Regions from separate parts of the Sus scrofa genome. Here all the other regions are linked to region 2. A link is a contact called in public HiChIP or PLAC-seq data. All regions are on one chromosome and are shown on one strand. The core of a region is the stretch at or near the end of the contact, and the rest is flanking DNA. Distances in the headings are between cores, read along the strand shown.

What was found. HiChIP or PLAC-seq counts read pairs in DNA pulled down with a chosen protein or histone mark.
Region 1: a contact with region 2 is called in an H3K27ac HiChIP or PLAC-seq map of alveolar macrophages. The contact joins the promoter of LOC106505238 here to the promoter of MTIF3 in region 2. A contact is called at or near these places in 1 of 5 promoter capture datasets (liver), 1 of 47 Hi-C or Micro-C datasets (skeletal muscle) and 1 of 2 datasets of contacts at active chromatin or transcription factors (alveolar macrophages).
Region 3: an H3K27ac HiChIP or PLAC-seq map of alveolar macrophages shows a contact between it and region 2. The contact joins the promoter of RPL21 here to the promoter of MTIF3 in region 2. A contact is called at or near these places in 1 of 47 Hi-C or Micro-C datasets (heart right ventricle) and 1 of 2 datasets of contacts at active chromatin or transcription factors (alveolar macrophages).

What each region holds. Positions count from the first base shown.
Region 1 is chr11:5,042,902-5,046,186 of Sscrofa11.1, forward strand. It overlaps LOC106505238, which reads left to right and starts at 1,459. Exons shown (of 3, transcript XM_013980406.2): 1 at 1,459-1,585. The coding sequence starts at 1,560. It overlaps POLR1D (DNA-directed RNA polymerases I and III subunit RPAC2), which reads left to right and starts at 1,373. Exons shown (of 2, transcript XM_003357811.4): 1 at 1,373-1,585; 2 at 2,442-3,020. The coding sequence starts at 1,560. The coding sequence ends at 2,817.
Region 2 is chr11:4,878,341-4,881,755 of Sscrofa11.1, forward strand. MTIF3 (translation initiation factor IF-3, mitochondrial) reads right to left here and starts at 1,660. Exons shown (of 4, transcript XM_001926477.7): 1 at 1,551-1,660.
Region 3 is chr11:4,730,363-4,733,704 of Sscrofa11.1, forward strand. It overlaps RPL21 (60S ribosomal protein L21), which reads left to right and starts at 1,385. Exons shown (of 6, transcript XM_003482864.4): 1 at 1,385-1,651. LOC102162556 (a long non-coding RNA gene) reads right to left here and starts at 1,329. Exons shown (of 4, transcript XR_002336625.1): 1 at 911-1,329.

The DNA of each region.
Region 1 (3,285 bases), core at 209-2,708, 160 kb after region 2:
CCGCGGCCCGCTGAGGGAGCGCGCGGCCGGCCGGCCTCCGCTCCGCCGGGAATCGCCGCCGCCGCTGCGGATTTCCTGGCAAGAAGCAAACTCCAGCCAAGACTTCACTTCTCAACCGCCCCTGCTGCCTTCCCCCGGGCGGACGCCAGGGCCGAGCCGCGCAGCCCGACACGCACCGGGGCCAATCGGCGGCAGCACAGGGCGGGAGGGGGGCGGGCCAGAGGGCGGCTCCGCCTATCCGGGAGCTCGGGGGGCGGGCCGGGCCGGGGCTGACACTCCGGGTTAGAGTGAGCCCGCTCCGCCCCTCGCCGCCCGCCCTCCCCACTCCTCGGCTGTCCCTGCCGCTCGCCTGATTCCCCAGCAGAAGACGCGCTCGGGAAGTGCCTCAGCGCTCACCGCCGAACGCTGCGAGGAGAGGGGAACAGCTGGGGGCGGCGGCGAACATCGAGGGGGATCGGGGGTGGGGTAAGGAGAACAGGTGGCGCAGGAAAGCAGAGCTGTAGGCGTGTTGGGCTGGATGACAGCGGGGGTCGAGGGGTAGGGAGCGGGGCTGGCCGGGGTGAGGAGGCGAGGGGAGCAGGAGAGCGTGGAAGGCAGAAGGATTATTAGCGAACGGGAACACTAGGGGGGCGGAGAGCGGAGAGGCGCGAAGGGAGAAGGAGGGCGGAGAGCTAGTCGGACGGTGAAAGGGGGCGGGGGCACCTGGGAACAAAGGTGAGAGGGAGGTTCCGCAGGTGAGGAGGTTTATGAGGCCAAAAGGGTAAAGGGGAAAAGGACGTCCCAAACGAGGCAGGGCGTACTCCAGGGAGATCCTAAGAAAGGATTGGGGGAGTGGGGATCGGGTGGAGATGGTTTCCTTCCAAACTCTCGCTCCTCCCCCCCAAAATAGAAAATGCGTGTCCTTTGACCCCGTTGAGGGGTGCAGCTGCAAGATTCCGGATGAGACAAATACAGTCTTAAACCCATCCTCTTCAGTTGTGAAATTCATCAAAGTGTGCTGATTAACTATAATTTAAGTACGTCGTCCCATGAGAGTCCCTTGGGGGGCAGGGGACCCGCCTGGGACTAACTGTGTCCCCCACAGGTCTAGCAGCAAGTCAGAAGGAGGCCTGATCCTCGCTCTAAGAAGGGGAGTTTGGGGGCCACAGGTAAGGCCCCGCCCCCTTCGCCCGCACCTGGAGGAAGGCACCGGGGGCTGAGCTCCGGCGCCCACCGGCCGGTGCCGGCCTTGGGGCGGGGCGGCAGCCGGACCCCACCCATCTCCCCGCTAGCCCTCCCGGGAGGACTTGCTCTGGGAGCGCAGGTGAGCGGCTCAGGCCTCGCCACGCCCTCCTCGCGCCGGGGGCGGGGCGGGTGGGCGGGGCCCGGGCGGAGCCTCCACGCCCCGCCCAGTGGCCGGGCCCTGCCGCGCCGCTGCGGCTCCTCCCCCCTCCTTCCGTCCGCGCTCCTTCCGTCGGTCCTTCCTTCCTTTCTTCCTGCTGCGCCCGCACGCTTCGCGGTATGGGGCAGAGCCTTCGGCGGGCCGGCACCACCTGAGGATCCCGGAAGCCGCCCCCGCGATGGAAGAGGACCAGGAGCTGGAGAGGTAACGGCCGGGGAGTGGGGGCAGGAGAGGCGGGCCGCGCCCTGCCCTGGGAGCCGGCGGCCGGCCGGGGCCTCAGCCTCCGCGGCCCGGCCTAGCAGCGAGGGCCTGGCTGGGAGGACAGGCGAGGAGGAGGGAGCGGTGGGCGCCAGGGTGGGGAGAGGGAAGAGGGGGCGGGAGACCTGGATGGTTTGAATGGAGGCGCTCAGTGCTCTAGATATCGAGGAAGGAAGACAAGTTGCGAGACCAGAGTTAACTGCCCACCCCCCGCGTTGGAAAAGCAAGAGGAAGCATAGCTAACGTTCCGAACCACGCACCGTCCCCTGTTACCGGAGCGATGGGATTGGTGTGTTGGTCGGGCCCAAGTCCCTCCTCCGTGTAGAGCGCTCTTTAAGCTACTCTGCGCTGAGTGCTTTTTCTCCCTCCTGCTTGATGACTCTTCTCAGACTTTCCTTTCTAGTTTCCTTACCTCCTGCACGTTGAGGAGCTTTAGTTTCTATTTTTATAGTCGCGTTTTCCCACGCCTTTCAACTCCCCTTCCATCCTCTGGCAGGGCCCACCCGTTTCTAATAATAGCCCTTTCTTGTGACTCTACCAAATAAGATTTAGCAAGCTTTTTTAACGACACTCCCCTCGTGGCCATGTGGAGGGCCAAATGGCGTAGGGAGAAATTGGAGGCGATAAATTAAATATTGGTAGAATATGTGGAGGCAGGAAAATAAAAGGTTCATGCTAACAGTTCTCTGTAACTGCAGTGCATTGGAGTAATAGCATGTTACCATTGTGATACCGTAGATGAAAAAAGCTAGATACGAAAGCATATTCAGTATGATCTCATTTTTGCAAAAAATGTGTGTAGAAAAATATCTGGATTGAAGACCCCAATGGCTGAAGGCGAGAGGAAGACAGCCCTGGAAATGGTCCAGGCAGCTGGGACAGATAGACACTGTGTGACATTTGTTTTGCACGAGGAGGACCATACCCTAGGAAATTCTCTTCGCTACATGATCATGAAGAACCCGGAAGTGGAGTTTTGCGGTTACACCACAACCCATCCTTCAGAGAGCAAAATTAATTTGCGCATACAGACTCGAGGTGCCCTTCCAGCTGTTGAGCCCTTTCAGAGAGGCCTGACTGAGCTCATGAATGTCTGCCAGCACGTGCTTGACAAGTTTGAGGCCAGCATAAAGGCATATAAGGATCATAAAGCCGGCAGAAAGGAGTCCACCTTCTAGTCCCTTATGCCCTGTCCAGGGAGGACTGACCTCTAGGAGACCGTATTGGTGCTGTGACAAAGCCCAGAAGTAAAAGTTTGCGATGACAACCTGGTCTGTCCTGCAGAAGAGCCTGCCTCTAGCTCTTAACCATTTCCGCTGTTGGAGTCCCTGCAAGAACCCTCTGTATTCTTCTAATAAATTCCCTCTTTCATTCAAACCGATTTGAGTGGTTTCCGTTCCTTTGTCCTGGAGGTTGACTATTTTAGGGTTGGTGTTTTGTTTTCCTAATTGAACCAACACTGAAAGTGAGGAAACCATGAGAAAATCAGGGGCCTAGACGAGGACTTGGATGCAGGGAATTAAAAGGAATGTGCATGCACAGCTGAGATCCGGGGAGCGAGAGCCGCAGCAGAGCCTGACGCCAGAGACACCGTGGATGGTTTAGAAAAGGAAGCTGGGAGTGAAGGAAGACTTGGCCTCTTCCTC
Region 2 (3,415 bases), core at 410-2,909:
CACACCTGGGCATATGGAAGTTCCCCATCTAGGGGTCGAATTGGAGATACAGCTGCTGACCTACACCACAGCCACAGCCCCGCCAGATCCTTAACCCACTAACCGAGGCCGGGGACTGAACCCAAATCATCACAGACACTATATTGGGTTCTTAACCTGTGCCACAATGGGAACTCCTAAAGGAAGATGTTTTACCTTAATTCTTATTACCTGGGAGGCAAGGTTCCCAGAGATGGGCCATTAAGTGTAATTTAAGCTTACAGGCAACATTGCTTTAGTGATTAACTTGTGATACAATACAGACTCTTCCTTATTATAGGACTTCTTGGCCCAACTTGTATTAAAAAGTTGGAAGACCGTACAGTGAACACGCCCATACCTATCCTCCTAGACTCCATCTACCTACCCCTCTTTCCATTCATTTTACGTACCTTTTGATACATTTCAAAGTAAGGAGCAGACACTGGTACACTTCATCCTCAAACGCTTATTACTGTTTCTCCTTTACTAGACAGTAAGTTCTTTGAAGCAGGGAACTAATCTCGTTTATTCTTTTCCTGAATCATGCCTGGCACAGGCACAGTAACCAGTAGTCGGTTTTCCAGGAACCGCCCCCCGCCCCGTACTTTCTTACATTGAAGCCTCTCATAGCATGCACTTGGAGTTGCAGCTCTTTTTTGCCTTTTTGTCTTTTAGGAGGTTCCCAGGCTAGGGCGTCTAATCGGAGCTGTAGGCGCCAGCCTACGCCACAACCACAGCAACACTGGATCGGAGCCGCGTCTGCGACCTAGACCGCAGCTCACAACAACACCAGATCCTTAACCCACTGAGCAAGGCCAGGGATTGAACCGGCGTCCTCACGGGTGCTAGTGGGGTTCCTTAACCACTGAACCAGGACGGGAACTCCTGGAACTGCAGCTGTTTAGTGAGAGAATTTATTGACTTCTTTCAAGAGTATTAAGTTTTGGAGCCTGGTAAATGATAAATGGGGTGGGGGAATCCCATGATCACTGAGCAACCTCGAAAACCCCACTACGACCTCCCTGGGCTGCAGGGCGAGCGGTCTGCCCCATCTCCCTCCACCGCGCAGGCCAGGTACTGTCGGGCGGGGCCTTCCGCGCCAGCCAGACGGGTCACGTGCACCCGCGACGGCCACGCCCATCCCAGGCTCGGTCCCGGCACCGCGCCTGGGGCGGAGGGTCGTAGCGACGCTCGGCGTGCGTGCGCGAGCAAACGTGCTGCGTCCGGATAGCCGGGCCTTAGGTGCGGGGGACGGCAGGGTTGGCGGCGCATGTAGGTCTTGCGGCTCCCGGCTGGGCGGTCGGCAGCTTGGGCTCGAAGACGGCTTTACATCCCTGCCCGACCTCCGACCGCGCGGCAGGGTCTACGGGGCCTCTCCGTTGGCGGGTGGGCGGCACTGACCTTCCATGGATAGGGACAGGGGACATGGCTGAGCGCAAGGCCGCGTCCTCCGCGGGCACAGCCGCACGATCCCTTCCTCCCGCCGCAGGTCCCCTGACTCGCGCAGTGCCCTTCGCCTTTAGCTTTACCTGTACCGGGCCGCCGATTGGTAAGGTTTGGCCGAAGGAGCGCGCAAACGGGGCTCCCTTTCGCCTTCCGTAGTAGGCGGGGCTTCGGCCTGCGTCTTTAAAGGAAAGGTGACGTGAGGCGGGGTGCTTCCGGTCGGCGACTCAACGTCCGCCGACGGAAAATGTCGCTGCCGAGGGGAGTTCCCTTCGTGAAGTTGGTGCCGGCCTGGCCGGCTGCTGCAGGTTGAGCGGAGACCAGAGCATCCCTTCCCCACGTTCCATTAAGTCGGCTCCAACCTTGCTGTGGCTGTGTTCACATTAGGGCTTAGTTTTTGTGCACGTCTTTTTTTCTTAAATAACATAGTATTTTGATATATACTTAATAAACTGCTTTATAAACGTCTTCAAACGTTTAAACGTCTGTAATCGTTTGTGAGTTCGGATGCACTGTCTAGAATTGCAGGTGAGCAGACAGACTCGGAAAGTAAAGGCTCCCCTCGGTTCCCAGGTAAGCGGTCTCTGAGCCCCATCCCGGGCAGGGAAGGTCCACGTGGTGCCGGTAACCTGGGGAGCTCGGAGCAGTCAGCCTTTTAACTCAGGAGGAGACTGGCGTGGTGGGTGCGTGGTTTGCTCAGCTCTGGAGCCTTTCTATCCCTGGGTGCTGGCCTTGCACCTGGTCTCTTCCAGGCTGCTTTGAGGTCACCGCAGGCCCCGAGCCTGCAGGCCGCTGTGCCAGCCCCTGCCCCCCTTGCCGCTTCTCGGGCAAGACGTTGCTCAGTGGCACAGCGGGAATCTGTGATCGGGACTCAATGAAGCCACCTGGTTGGGTACTTGCAAATCCAGCGGGACGCTTCGCTTTACTCTCAAATAGCTTCTCAAATCACGCATTACCTGTTTCATTCCAGACGAGGAGACTAGTTCAGCTTTAAGTACCTCCTTGAGAGCAAAGACCACGTTTCCGTTTCCTCATCAAATCCATGGCGTCGAGCAAAGTAGGTACTAACTGAAAACAGCCAAGTGGTAAACCCAGAAAACACTAGATGTGACTCAAAGGCCAAGGTTAGTATTTGCATGTTGGCCTTTTCCAAGTTGAGAAGAATCAGAGATTCATTTTATCCTGCCGCAAATACTCCTTAATAGCAGGATGTGCTTGTTTGGTGTAGATCTAGAGGTAAGAGTGACCAGCTCGGTACTTGGGAACTGCTCGCCTTGGTAAGTTACCTGCTGGCCGCCAGGCACTGTTCTGAGCCCTCGAGTTGCATCAAGTCATTTAATCTTCAGGAAAACCCAATCAACCCTATTTCACAGATGAGGGAACTGAAGCCTGGACAAGTTACATAATTTGCCCAGGGTCATACAGATGACAGCAGAGTCAGGAATGAAAACCCAGGCAGCCTCGTGTCAGAGTTGGCGCCCTTGATGCTGAGCATCACTTACAAAGTGAGTGAACCAGTGGAGTTACCAGTCTCTGAAGATATTAAGTGAAACGGGTGAAACTGATAGAAGAGTTTGATACCCAACTTAAGGCTTAAAGCTTGGTAAGATCAAGTCCTCACTGGTAACTAGAGCTACCTGCCACTATGCCTTTTGCAGCCCCTCTTTGAAGGTGCGTGTGGCCACAGTAGATCTGGGCAGTTTTCTCGATGGCCGTCGTCAGATACCAGCTGTTGCTGGAAGGCGAGGGAGGAGCAGAATAGAGTGAGCACAGCAGCCGTGCCTTCAGAGAGAGAAGCAGCAGCATTTTATCCCTTCTCTTGAACTCTGCTTTGACCTCCGGCTGACATGAGATGGGGCGTTTTGGGCTCAGCTCCAGTGGGGGCAGGCATGGAAGCCCCTTGAATAAAATGATAGTCAAGCAGGCAGCTGGCTCTTTGGGGACCCCTTCC
Region 3 (3,342 bases), core at 135-2,634, 150 kb before region 2:
TACATCTTGATAGTTCCCCTTTCCTCCAGGCGGCAGTATTTCAGAGCTGGCTGAAATACTGCCTTCTGGGCTGTACCTAGTGGACAAAACAAAAGATGTCAAGGTCAGTCACTCCAAAGTTGGGCCAGTTAGCCCTGAAGGAACTCAAGAAAGAAATACTGGCCCAGGGCTGGTGCGTATCAGAGGAGTGATTCCTGTAAGCCCAGACCGTTGCATCTTTCCAAAGAAACTGGTTTTCTGTAAAACTTTTTCTGCAAATCTGGTTTTCTGTAAATCTTTTGTTCCTCATACTCTCTCTTTGTTACAAAAACTCATATATCCTTGCTCCCCCCCTCACCTCTTTGGAGTGGTCTCCCAGGCTTAACTCCTAATTTAATCACCACCCCCCCAGCCAGGTATTCAATACCCAGCTCAAAAATAGTCAAGAAAGTTAAAGCCTCCCTTCTACCCCTTTCTTTATAGTCTCCTCCCTATCAGACAATACCACACTTCTAAATTAGATTTTCAGTTCCTTTTATTCCTGGACTAGTTTCACTACATATGCATGTATAACAAAAGCAATATATAACATTGTTTTACATGTTTTAAAATTGCACCTACGCGAATTCCCACCATGGCACAGTAGAAACGAATCTGACTGGGAACCATGAGGTTGCAGGGTTAGATCCCTGGCTTTGCTCAATGGGTTATGGATCCGGCGTTGCTGTGAGCAATGGTGTAGGTCGAAGACGCCGCTCGGATCTGGCGTTGGCCACCAGCTGTAGCTCCAATTAGACCCCTAGCCTGGGAACCTCCATATGCCCCAGGTGTGGTCCTAAAAAGCAAAAATAGAAAAAAGAAAAAAAAACTGTACCTACATAAATCTCCCTCTTTCTGCTTCATCACATTTCTAGGTTCAGTCTTGACTTACTGGCATATAATATTGCGTCCTGTGAATATCCCATGTTTATGCTCTTATTGATGGAAGTTTCCAATTTTTTGCTCCTACTCACAGTGGGGCTATGGACACCCTTGTCTACACAGCAAAGTTCCTATAAAATACACAGTTAGGAGCTGAATGCTGGAATTTGCTCTTTGGATATTTCGGTTTTACTAGAGTTTGCCCAATTGCTTCAAGGTGGTCTTAACATGTACGCACCTACCAGCAGGTGCGGAGGATGTTTAGACGCGTGGAGGAAAGAGCTGACTGAAAGACATACAAATTGGATAATACACTCTCTCCACCACCACTTGACTTCTGTGCCCACGCAGTCAAGTCTACAAGCGGCAGCTAAGCGCTCAGAGGAAATAACCAAGCGCTCCCAGCGGCCCCACAAAGCAAGCACCCGCCCGCTTCCGGCGTGGCGTCTGTCGCAGGCTTGACGTCAGCACGCTCGGGGCGTCGCCGCCCGGGTGGCGCCCTTGAAGGCCCCTTTCCGGGCTGTCTGGCAAGATCCAAGTGTCCGCTTGCGTGGGTCGAGCACCTCTTTTTCTCAAGAAAGGAAACCATTCTCACAGGCTCTTCTGGTTCCTGGGGACGCTACCCGCCCCCAGAAAAGAGTGGCTGCGGGCCGGCGTCCCCTCAGGCAGCGCCGCGGGCAGCCCGCAGGCCCTTGTAAGGCGCGCGCGCGGCCCCGCCTCCTCCTTTTCGGCCGGCACCGCCATCTTCCAGGTAGGGCCCGCGCGTGGCTCCCGGCGCCCGGCGTGCCACCGGCGTGAGCGCCAGCGCGGCGGCCGCGGCGGCCGGGCGTTGGGGTTCTGGAGAGACTGTCCAGTCCGCTTCGGGCCCGCTGGCTTAGGTTGGGGAGCTATGTCCGTCCGCGGCGGGCTCGGGCCTGGGCCGCGGGGCCGAAGGCCGGGCTCCGACGCCGCGGCCCTGCTCGGGGGACATGCGCTCGAAGCACCGGGGAGAGACACGTGGTTCTGTAATGTTTTCGGTGTGGTGTCCTAATCCCCGTTTGGGAACTTGCAGCGTCATGCTGTGGGGTAGAAGTTTAGGGTAGTGGGAGCGGGTTTAAAGTCAGCCGCCGGCCTGAAGCTCCGGTGAGGCCTGCGTGTGTCTGAAAGTCGGGGGTCGTGTGTCGGTGAACCACACAGGTGCCCACTGCGTCGATCGGCATAAGGAAGTCCCGGCCTTTCGTTGGTGATGCAGGAAATGATTTCTCGCGGCTTTAATTCTGGGCTGGGATCACAGTTGGACAAAGGGAGTAAACTGTGCTGCGGGTTCTGTTTTCGTAACGCCTGGACAAGTGTTGAGCGGAGGAGGGATTCATGAGTAGCCGAGTCAGACCTAACGTGAATAACCACTACATCTGAGTCTGGTTATGCAAACTGCGGGTTGCATTCCGTAGTGGGTCCCATTTTTGGAAGTATTACAGAATTTAAAGCATCGTTGCTTGGGACGTTAAGTATTATTTTTAAAAACGCGTTCGTTTGTGTATTCAACCATGTTCAATTTCTAGCTCAAAAAATGGGTCTAGTGGAAGGAGCGTGGATTCTGGAGTCAGAAGTGACTTCCATTACGGATTGTGCCACTTTGTGACTCCACATAGTGAGGTGGACCTGCAAGCATGTCTCCTTGTTTATGAACTTAATACAGAGTTGAGAATTAAAGCTGAACTTGTGCTGCATAGATGCTTAATGCCTTTTAAAAGGAAGGCTGCATTTGTTTTAACAATGGTTTGCTTCGAATGGGTTGGGTGAACCGTTCTTGTGTGTCTTCTTGCCACACAAGTTAACCTGAAAAAGGTACTTGGGTGTCACTGTTCTTTACGGTTAAGGGGTGGTAGGTAAAAAGAGACTGGTTTATGTTGGAACACTCTCAGAAACCTAAGCTGGCCTTCGGTTTATTTTGCCTTGTGGTAGGAGTAGTTGCTGGCAATGGTATGTTCTCCACTTGGATGATTTGAAGCAATGAAAACCATTTTCTGACCTTTGGGGAAATAAAGTGAAAGGTTCAACTTGTGAAAGCCTATTGATGAGTTCTTTGACTACTATTTACTAGTGATAATCCCTTTCCGAGTGCTAGGAATTGCTCCGTGTTTTGTAGACATTACCTTAGTTGTAAAAGCATTAACCCTATTTCACATGGGAGGGTCAGAGTTTAAGAGTAGGTCTCCCAGCAAATACTGGGCAGAACCTATGTCAGAATGAGTTCAGTGATTTTAAAGCCTACTGTATGTCCTCCTGTCTTATGTTTCCTTGTAAACCTAGATGTATGAAGTGAGCTAGTTTTGACAGTTAATAGATGTTGTATAATGAAACCTGTAGGTTGATAAGAAAGGGGCTTTAGTCTGTTGTGTTAAAACGCAAGACTGAGTTTTGTCATTGTCATGTCCCCGAACAGTACGTATATCTTCTAGT